Linked DNA regions of Sus scrofa: regions 1 and 2 are each linked to region 3. A link is a contact called in public Hi-C data. All regions are on one chromosome and are shown on one strand. Each heading gives the region's core, a stretch centred on a gene start, on an enhancer-like site or on the middle of the called end of the contact. The rest is flanking DNA. Distances are from core to core; before and after follow the strand shown.

The links. A called contact is a pair of places that touch in the nucleus more often than the background predicts.
Region 1: a contact with region 3 is called in a Hi-C map of liver, with 6 times the contacts expected there. The contact joins the enhancer-like site here to the promoter of LOC102157778 in region 3. A contact is called at or near these places in 2 of 5 promoter capture datasets (fetal liver and liver), 8 of 47 Hi-C or Micro-C datasets (alveolar macrophages, embryonic fibroblasts, heart right ventricle and 2 more) and 2 of 2 datasets of contacts at active chromatin or transcription factors (alveolar macrophages and skeletal muscle).
Region 2: a contact with region 3 is called in a Hi-C map of liver, with 5 times the contacts expected there. The contact joins the promoter of OGFRL1 here to the promoter of LOC102157778 in region 3. A contact is called at or near these places in 1 of 5 promoter capture datasets (liver), 4 of 47 Hi-C or Micro-C datasets (heart right ventricle, liver and skeletal muscle) and 2 of 2 datasets of contacts at active chromatin or transcription factors (alveolar macrophages and skeletal muscle).

What each region holds. Positions count from the first base shown.
Region 1 is chr1:51,493,808-51,496,507 of Sscrofa11.1, forward strand. No RefSeq gene overlaps it. Among named protein-coding and RNA genes, the nearest start is that of MIR30A, 82 kb to the left of the region's middle. Within about 2 kb of position 1,269, at least 15 of the 83 cell types and tissues checked have an H3K27ac peak or open chromatin away from gene starts, as enhancers often do. A contact at or near this core is called in alveolar macrophages, fetal liver and liver, where this site is marked.
Region 2 is chr1:51,311,489-51,314,241 of Sscrofa11.1, forward strand. OGFRL1 (opioid growth factor receptor-like protein 1) reads left to right here and starts at 1,500. Exons shown (of 7, transcript XM_003121264.5): 1 at 1,500-1,912. The coding sequence starts at 1,646.
Region 3 is chr1:51,427,434-51,430,368 of Sscrofa11.1, forward strand. LOC102157778 (collagen alpha-1(I) chain-like) reads right to left here and starts at 1,603. Exons shown (of 6, transcript XM_021084513.1): 1 at 1,379-1,603; 2 at 786-1,322. The coding sequence starts at 1,603.

The DNA.
Region 1 (2,700 bases), core at 19-2,518, 66 kb after region 3:
GGGATGCCATGTCCTTTCAGGAATTAGTTTACAAATGACTGTGGCTTCTCTCCTGCTGGCATTTTCCTGTTCCTTCTGGTTCAGCTGGATGAAACCAGCTGCCATACTGTGAGCTGCTCCATGGAAAGGCCCCATGATGGGAACTGATAGCAGCCTGCTAATCCATAGTTGTCAAGGACCTGAATCCTGCCAACAACCGGTGAGTGAGCTTGGAGTCAGCTCTTAGCTCAGGTGAACTGCAGACTCACAGACATCTTGAGAGACTGCAGATTCAACAGACACTTTGGTATGCAATGTGAGAGGCCCTGGGCTGGAGAACTCAGCTAAGCCATGCCTGGATTCCTGAACCACAAAATTACGAGATAGTAAGTCTTGTTGCCTTTCCTTTTCTTTTAACCACTATGTTTTGGGGTCAGTTGTTGCATAGAGGAAGATGACCAATACACATGCTGTATTCTGAGAAGTGTTATTGATGGGGTCTGCTGTAGCTGGTAAATGAGGAAATAATTGTCATTCTTCACTCAATGAGCCACACCTGGTAAGAGCTGAGGTTGGAACTCATGTCACTCAAAGCCCAAAGCATCACCCTCTAGGCCATCCTGCTGGGGGGGCATGTGAATTTTTACAAGGATGAAGCTGGAGAGCCTGTTTGGTGCTCTTGAACAAAAGAAAACAGGTAAGAATTTTATTGTGTCTGAAGATAGATTGGTAGGGAAGAACTGGGGGCCCACAGATCACAGAGGTCTTCCTAAATTTTACCAGGTAAATTAATTCTACTCTACTTGAAAGTAGAGCCACCTTGACCTAAAGCAGAGGACAAATTTTTCTGCCAAGGGTCAGGGAGTAAGTATTGGGGGCATTGCAGCCACTTATGGTCTGTGGCATATTCCTTTTTTTAAAAAAAATAAACAATCAAAAAATGTGACAGCATTCTTAGCCCAGAGGCCTCTAAAAACAAGCTGTGAGTTGCATTTGTCCCAGGCTGTGGTTTGTCACCCTTGACTAAAGTCAAGGTGGTTCTCAAATACTATGGGTTAATCTGAACATGGTTCTCCGTAGGGCTCCAAGAGGGAATTAAACCCTAATGTCCCAAACATCCATTGTATGCAATGAATCAGCTTCTCTTCTGTGGATTTAGACTGGTATTTGTTATGTACACACTCGGGAGAGTTGAGTAAATAGTCACTGAGAACATTTTTGTGTTCTGTGGTTCAGAGGACAAGCCCTGGCAGAGAAAGGCCAGTGGCACACGTCATCATACATTTATTCATTCAGCAATCATTACATAGGTACTAACTAGGTGCTCGGCGTTGGACTATGTGGTGTGACAGCAGAGATCAGTGAAATATGGACTTTCCCTCAAAAATATCTCACTGAATAGACAACAGGAAATTCTGAAAATAATTCCTGAAGTCATGCTCAGGTAGAAACAAATGTGGTGATCCTAGTAGCTCTTCTTCACTAATGGGACATCCTTGTTATACAATAAGAGCACTTCATCTCCACAGGACTGCGATCTGTGCTATGCAGACCCATTGACTGTTGTCTCAGAAGTAAAAAGATCCCCAGTGACATGCCCACAGGTAGACCTGGGTGAGAATGAATTCTTGCCTGCCACTAACCATGGACTTTGGGCAAATAAGTTAACCTTTTTGAGATACATTTTCACCAGGAGATGGAGAAAATAATAATACCCACTTCAATAAACTGTGGTGTAATTAAATAAGAAAACATGTAAAGTCCTTAGAGGTAATGCTTAATACACAACAAAAGCTTAACAGAAATAACTATTGTTGCTATATTCAGGCTGAGTCCTATGATTTCAGGGGCAACAGTTTCATGCTCTTAATTTTTTCAAAGTCAGATCCACATAAATAAATGTGTGTGTGTGTGTGTAACATATGCCCACAGAAAGGAAACATCTATACTTTTGTGTAGTTGCTTTGGGCTCCTCAGAAAACTGGGCCCAGCTATGGAGGGTAAAACATACCTAATTAGGTAATCTGAAAATCCTCAACATATACCATTTTAGAAGGATGGTTTGATTTCTTCTCAATACAATAAATTGGCTATAGGAGGATGGGGAAGGGGGAGAGGGGAAGCAGCACTTCACCAGATTCCTGATTTTAAACTATTTTTTCCTTTTTTTTTTTTTTTTTTTTTGGCACCACACTTGCAGGATCTTGAAGTTCCCAGGCCAGGGACTGAATCTGAGCTGCAGCTGCAACCTATGCTGCAACTGCGGCAATGCCAAATCCATAACCTACTGTGCCAGCCCAGGGATGGAACCTGCACCGTCCAGAGACAACACCAGATACGTAGCCCACTGCACCGCAGAAGGAACTGCTTCCATTTCTTTTAAGAGCTTCTTCATGCAGAAGACTATCTCTCTCTCTTCTATATTCCGAAGTAAGAATAACAAACTCCAGCCTTACTAAGCTCTTGCCTTGCACCAGGCTCTGGTCACTTAATCTTCATGCAGCCCTATAAGATAGGGGATATTTGATCACTCACAATTCATGTACTGGACAACTCAAAGCATAGATTGCACATATAACTTGCCCAGGGTCATATGGGTGGGGCGTCAATCATCTGGTTTAAATCCAGGCAGGTTCACTTCAGAGCCCAGGCCTTAACTCCACTACTCTGCACAGTAGAAAGGGTTTGTGAGTCATGCATGCAATTAAAATTTTCTCATAG
Region 2 (2,753 bases), core at 250-2,749, 120 kb before region 3:
AGGGGCTCAGGGCTACACGAGAGGAGCGGCCTCAGGGGAAAATGCAAAGTTCCTGATAGCTTAACCTTGAAAGTTTCAGATGTTTTATTCTTGAAAATCTTCCATGTTTTATTTCCCAAAGCAAGCCTCTAAGGTCAGCCCTGATTCAAATAATGGGGAATTAGACTCTGACTCTCATTGGGAGGAGAGCAAAGAACTGTTCTGATTAAAACCAGAACAGTTTTAATCTACATATGGACCAAGTGCTGGAGCACCTGGGCATAGCAACTACCACTAGACTCTCTTTTCTGGAAAGCCTATGGCTAGATGGACAGCATTTATTTCTGCAATGTGTTCTGGTCCTCTGAGGGTAGAAGATGAATCCAAATCCCGGATACCACCAGTTGGATTGGTGTGTTCTACTGCAGCCCCAGTTTTTCTTCACTAAGCACTTATGTCAAGTCTTTTTGTGTGTCTCATCTATTTATGTGTTTATTACTTATTAGCTTTAGATCATTCATGGATCATAGAAAGTCAGAACTTCAAGGGACCCTAAAGAGAAAATCTGGCCCTATTTTATAAATAAGGAAATTTAGGTTTAAAGTAGCTTGGTGATTTGTCTAAGGTCAGAAACTCATTAGGGAGGGAGCCACAGTCACAGTGCTTAAAGAGAGGCAATCTTGACTTAAGTGTGGAAGGGGGATCCTGTTTCCAACTCTTTCCCTAGAAACAGTCCATCATCCTTGATGTGGTCTTCTAATCCACGACGAAACATTTACAAAGAAACTATTTATTTCCAGTACAGCGATTTGATCTTATATGGAAACTGTTTTCTTAGTACACATTCAGCAGATGTGGCTTCCTAGAATCACAAGGTAAGGTCATGATACAAAGTTTACAGCAGTCACTTGTTCGAGCTTGCCGTTTTATCTCTTCTCCTTTGATTTAGAGAACAGACCAAGGGGCCAAGGACTCTGAGTTGTTATTCTACTCTGAGCACAGATTTAGAGTGGGTGTTAGTGAAAGCATCCACAGATGAATGTGAAAGTCTGGTTGTTTTTGCTGCTTTTGCTCTTCAGTTGAGGGAGTAGCCAAGTTTGACTCTCTGCTCCACGGGGACTGCAGGTGGCTGCCCCAGCTGCAGTAGCGGGAGCTGGGATTTTCTGTTGATGTGGTGCCTGGTGCTGGTGAGCAGCTTCTTTCCTCTGCTGCGGCCAGTTCCTCTTTCTCTTGGACTAGCCAGGTTAGGGGGCGGAGTGGGGACCAGACTCATCCGCAGACGGTGACACCTCCCCCCTAACGTCCCGGAGCTGGGCGGGATCAGGAGGCTCGAGGGGCGGGGAGGTGCCCGGGCTGGGGCGGCAAACCTTGATCCGCTTCGGGGACATTAGAGGCAGCGGGGGGCGGGCCTTCCGGGGGACCAAGAGGCGAGCTCGGCGCGCGCGGGGGCCGGGGAGGCGGGGAGCGATGGGCGGGCTCGGGCGCGGGCGGCGGCCCCGGGGCCGTGGGCTCCTCCCCGCCCTGCGCCCGCCGCCGCTCGCCGCGCGCAGGCTGTGCGGGCCGGGCGCCGAGGTGCCGCCCAGCGCCCTGGCCGCGGCAGTGCCCGGGCCCTAGCGCCGCTGCCCACACCCGTAGCCGCAGCTCGGGGCCCCCGCCCGCCTCTCCGATGGGCAACCTGTTCGGCGGGGTCAGCGCGCGCGAGCCCACCACTGTGGAGGACTGCGACTCTACCTGGCAGACCGACTCGGAGCCCGAGCCTGAGCCCGAGCCCGAGCCGGAGGAGCCGGGGCCAGGCGGTAGCGAGGGCCCGGGGCGGGAGCCCGTGCAAGCTCCGGAATCCGCGGAGCCCCCGGAAACCCCAGAGCGAGCCGGCGGCCGGCCCCGCGCCAGCCCCGCGCCAGACGGGGACGCAGAGGCAGAGGGCGCCGAGCAGGTACGCGGTCGCTGGGGCCTTGGGCCTCGGGGCGGGGGGCTGGGTGGGGGTGGAGGGACGTTTCCGTGGAGGGGCACAGACCGGGTAAGCCCCGTGCTCAGGGCCTGCGTGGGGTCGCCCGCTCCTCCCGTTAGCTGGCCTGGGGCCTGAACCCGGGCGCGACGAGGAAGTCCCTGCGGGCAGAGCACAACTTGAAGTGGTGTCTTCTCTGCCTCCGTAGCCCAGCCAGGGGATGGAAGGTGGGGTGGGAGGAACCTGCCTCGACACAGAGGAGTGTGAAAATCGGTCCAGTGCGTGTTAGTGGTAAAAATCAGCCAGAATGAGGTGAGATTGCGATGGAGCAGTAAGCCCTCTCCCCTACAGCAAGTTCTTCAGCCGTGAGATTCTCGTAGAAGGTCCCCATCCGACGTTAAAACACCACAGTTTCTATTCCAAGTAAGGCCTTCCAACCTGGAGTTCAGGGCACGCTTCAACAATCTTATTTCACCCAGAAGACTTGTTGATCCAGCTGTGCTTTAAGTCATTTGCCCCACTACAATTCGGATGGGAGGTTAGTAAGGAAATAAACATCCCTTTTAACCTCTGATGGACCGAAAATAATTCCGAAAATTTTAAAAGGAAAAACTGCATAGCCAAGCCTATGAAGAAATGTGCCTCGCAGCTCTTCCAGGCTGGTGGTTCTGCATCAGGCCCTCTTCGTTATCAGCTTTAGGGGGCTGAGAGTGGGAAAAATTGGAGCCCAAAGTCTAATGCAAACACAGGGCTCTTGGGTAGAGAAGATGAGTCCTATTTTACAGGAAGACTGCCTCGTACATCTTGATGATCATCTCTGTTTAGGTCA
Region 3 (2,935 bases), core at 353-2,852:
CCTTTAACATTAATAATTTATCAAAATTATACATGCCACTGACACATCCCAACAAAGAAGATTATGTAAGTGAGCCGTTTTGGCGTCAGTGATACTGAACACAGCAGCTATTTTCAATCCTTCATTAAAATTAGATCAAGATGTACTTGCATTGTGTCACCGTTCCTGTAAGGAAGATTTACATTCGTTTAAGATTTACTTTGGTCCTAAATCTCTTTCCCACTGCCCCCAGACAAAAGTTTTCAGTGGAAGGAAGCAACACAGAAACACAACAACAAAAAACAGCTGCCCTGTTTACTCCATCTTATGTATAAGCAAAGCCCCGTTCTCTCCACCCCAAACCGCATCCAAAACATGAAGGAATTGCTGGGGACACCTGCCACTTCACCCTCTGGCTTGGTTCTCTGTCCCGGGCCTGGTCCCTACAACTTCGAATGGGGCGGTAAAGCGGACGGTCCTGGGAAGCACTTTAAAAAAGAGTGATGGACAGTTGATTTTTCACCAAAAGCAACCTTCGAATGCTTATGTCCAAGAACGTGACCCGCAAGTTACTTCTGACAGGCTGGAGGGTGGGCGCGGGCGCTCGAAAGCGTACCCTGGCCAGCGCCCCTGAGTGCGCGCGCCGCAGAGGCCCGGGAAAGTCCCCAGGCAGGCGCGCTCCAGGGGCGGGAGGACGCGGGGCCCGAGCTCCAACCCTCGCAGGGCGGCTACGAACCCCCGCCCCCACCCCCAGTTCCCACGGACTTGCGTGCGCCAGCACGCTCCCCACGCCGCTTGCAACTCACCGCGGCCCCGGGCCTCCCCGCGGCGGACGCGCCGCCAACTTTTCCCGGCTCCCGGTGCCCGCTCGGCGGCCGACGGCCCTCCGGCCGGGAGGTGCGCGAGCGGGCCGGGGCCGTATGGTCTCCGCGGCCTTGGAGCGGCCGGCGGGCGCGGCCGAAGGCGCCGTCCCGCGTCTGCCGCCCTCGCGCGCTCTTTGTGTCCCGCGCCGCCCGCCGCCCCCGACAGCTGGCCGGCCCGCGGCGCCCGTGCGCGGCCCCGCCGGCGGAGCGGCCGGCGCAGGATGCAGAGGAGGGCGCTGGCGGAAGCTGTCTCGGAGTGGCCGTTCTGCGGACGCAGAGACTGCCCGGGACACGGTAGCCCCAACCGGCGCGCCTCGGCTTCAGGACCTCGCGCCGCCCGCAGGCCGGGTCGGCCCGGCGCCCGCTCCGCCGCCCGCGCGCCCGGTCGGCACCCAGCCCGCCCCGCCCCTGCCGCTCCCTCCAATGAGCTCGGCCAGCAGGGCCCAGCTCCGCCCAATCCGGTGCCCGGGTAGGGCGGCCCTAGGGCAGCCAATCCGAGGCTACTCCGGCAACACACCCGCCCCGATGCCCGCGACCCGGGCGCTCTGAGCTCCGCACCCGGACGCGACCCGGCGGCTGGAGCGAGCCGCTGTGCCTCCGAGTGCAGGTCTGTCGGGGGAGGTCGGCTCTCGCCACACTATGTTAAAACGCGAGGCCAAAGTGGAAACGCTGGACGCCCAGCTTCTGAAGGTCATCCGAACCCCTTCTGTGAACTTAAAACTGCTTTTCTGTGAAAGTTCACCTGTAAAAGGGAGCGGCATCAGCACGATGTAGCCTGCGGGCTGCTCTTGTCAGACCTCTCCTTTTCCCTGGGGCTTTCCTCTGAAATGTCCCCCGGGCAGCTCTCAAGGTGCTTCTTGCTTGCTGGGTACTTGTGTTCTTAATCAAATCACCAGGACGCCAGGGATCTGAAAAGGAGGCTAGTTTCCATCCTGTTCCAAAACGCAGGCGATCTTGGCAGCGCCAGCTTTTTAATTTTGCTGAAAGAAAATAGCATTGTAAAATAAAAATATAGGACTTTTGTATGCAAGTCGTCTTTACTGTGAACTCTATTTCTGTAATAAAGTCACACAGTCTTCAATGGAGGTTGAATGGAATAGCTGAGTAGAATACTAAATACATAATATGTATACATAGTATATATAATGTATAATATTAACACATAGAGAGGAGAGACTTAAGTAAACCACTGGTTACAAAAGCCTGGAGCTCGGTCACAATACCTTCTAAATAACAAGCACTCTATTGTTCACTTGATATGAATAGGATTACCCATTTGTTGTTGGTCATGTAATTGAGCTCTTTACTGAAAGTGGACTGCACAATGAAACAGTTTTTGGTAACACATATTTACAAATGTTAAAATTAAATCACACTTATTTGTACTTCAAATAAGCTGTCGTGTTTATTTCTTCTGGCAATAAACTGCATTTAAACATTTTCATAGATTTGTGACCAGTTCCTTCAACATAAGTTATTTTGGTGACTGAATTTTTTTTAAGGAAGATCTGTACAATGAATGAAAAGGAGAGAGATCAAACAAGAAGTAAAGAACAGCTTATGTTACCACCTTTCTTTCATGATTGAAATTTACCACACTTTCTTAGTTTCAGGGGGTAGCATGGACCCAAGACTAAATTTTGTCAGATTATTTAAATTCTGGACTGACCTTGAGCAAATCTCTTAATGACTAACTGTTATGAAAGGACAAGATCCCAAACTCTGCCTGCCTCATGAAGGGCTCTGAGATCCAACCAAGGTAGCATTTGTCAAGAGTGTGTTTTCTGTAGAATGTGGTGCCAAGTGCACAGCAGGTTTAAATGTCTTAGGCTTCTTCTCTACTTTTCTATAAGAAATATCAAGATATTTGCCCGATAGCAGCCTCTTAATATTTCCTCTGACTGCACATTTTTTTGAATCCGAAATATTTTTTGAGGCCATCAGTTTTCTTTCAAACTAGATGTGAATGAAACTACTGCCTCTTAATTTCAGAGAAAAGAGATATTTCCAGGGTTTTTTTCTTTTCTCTTTTCTTTTTCTTTCTTTTCTTCCTTTCTTGTCTTTTTTTTTTTTTTTTTTTTTTTTTTCTGGCC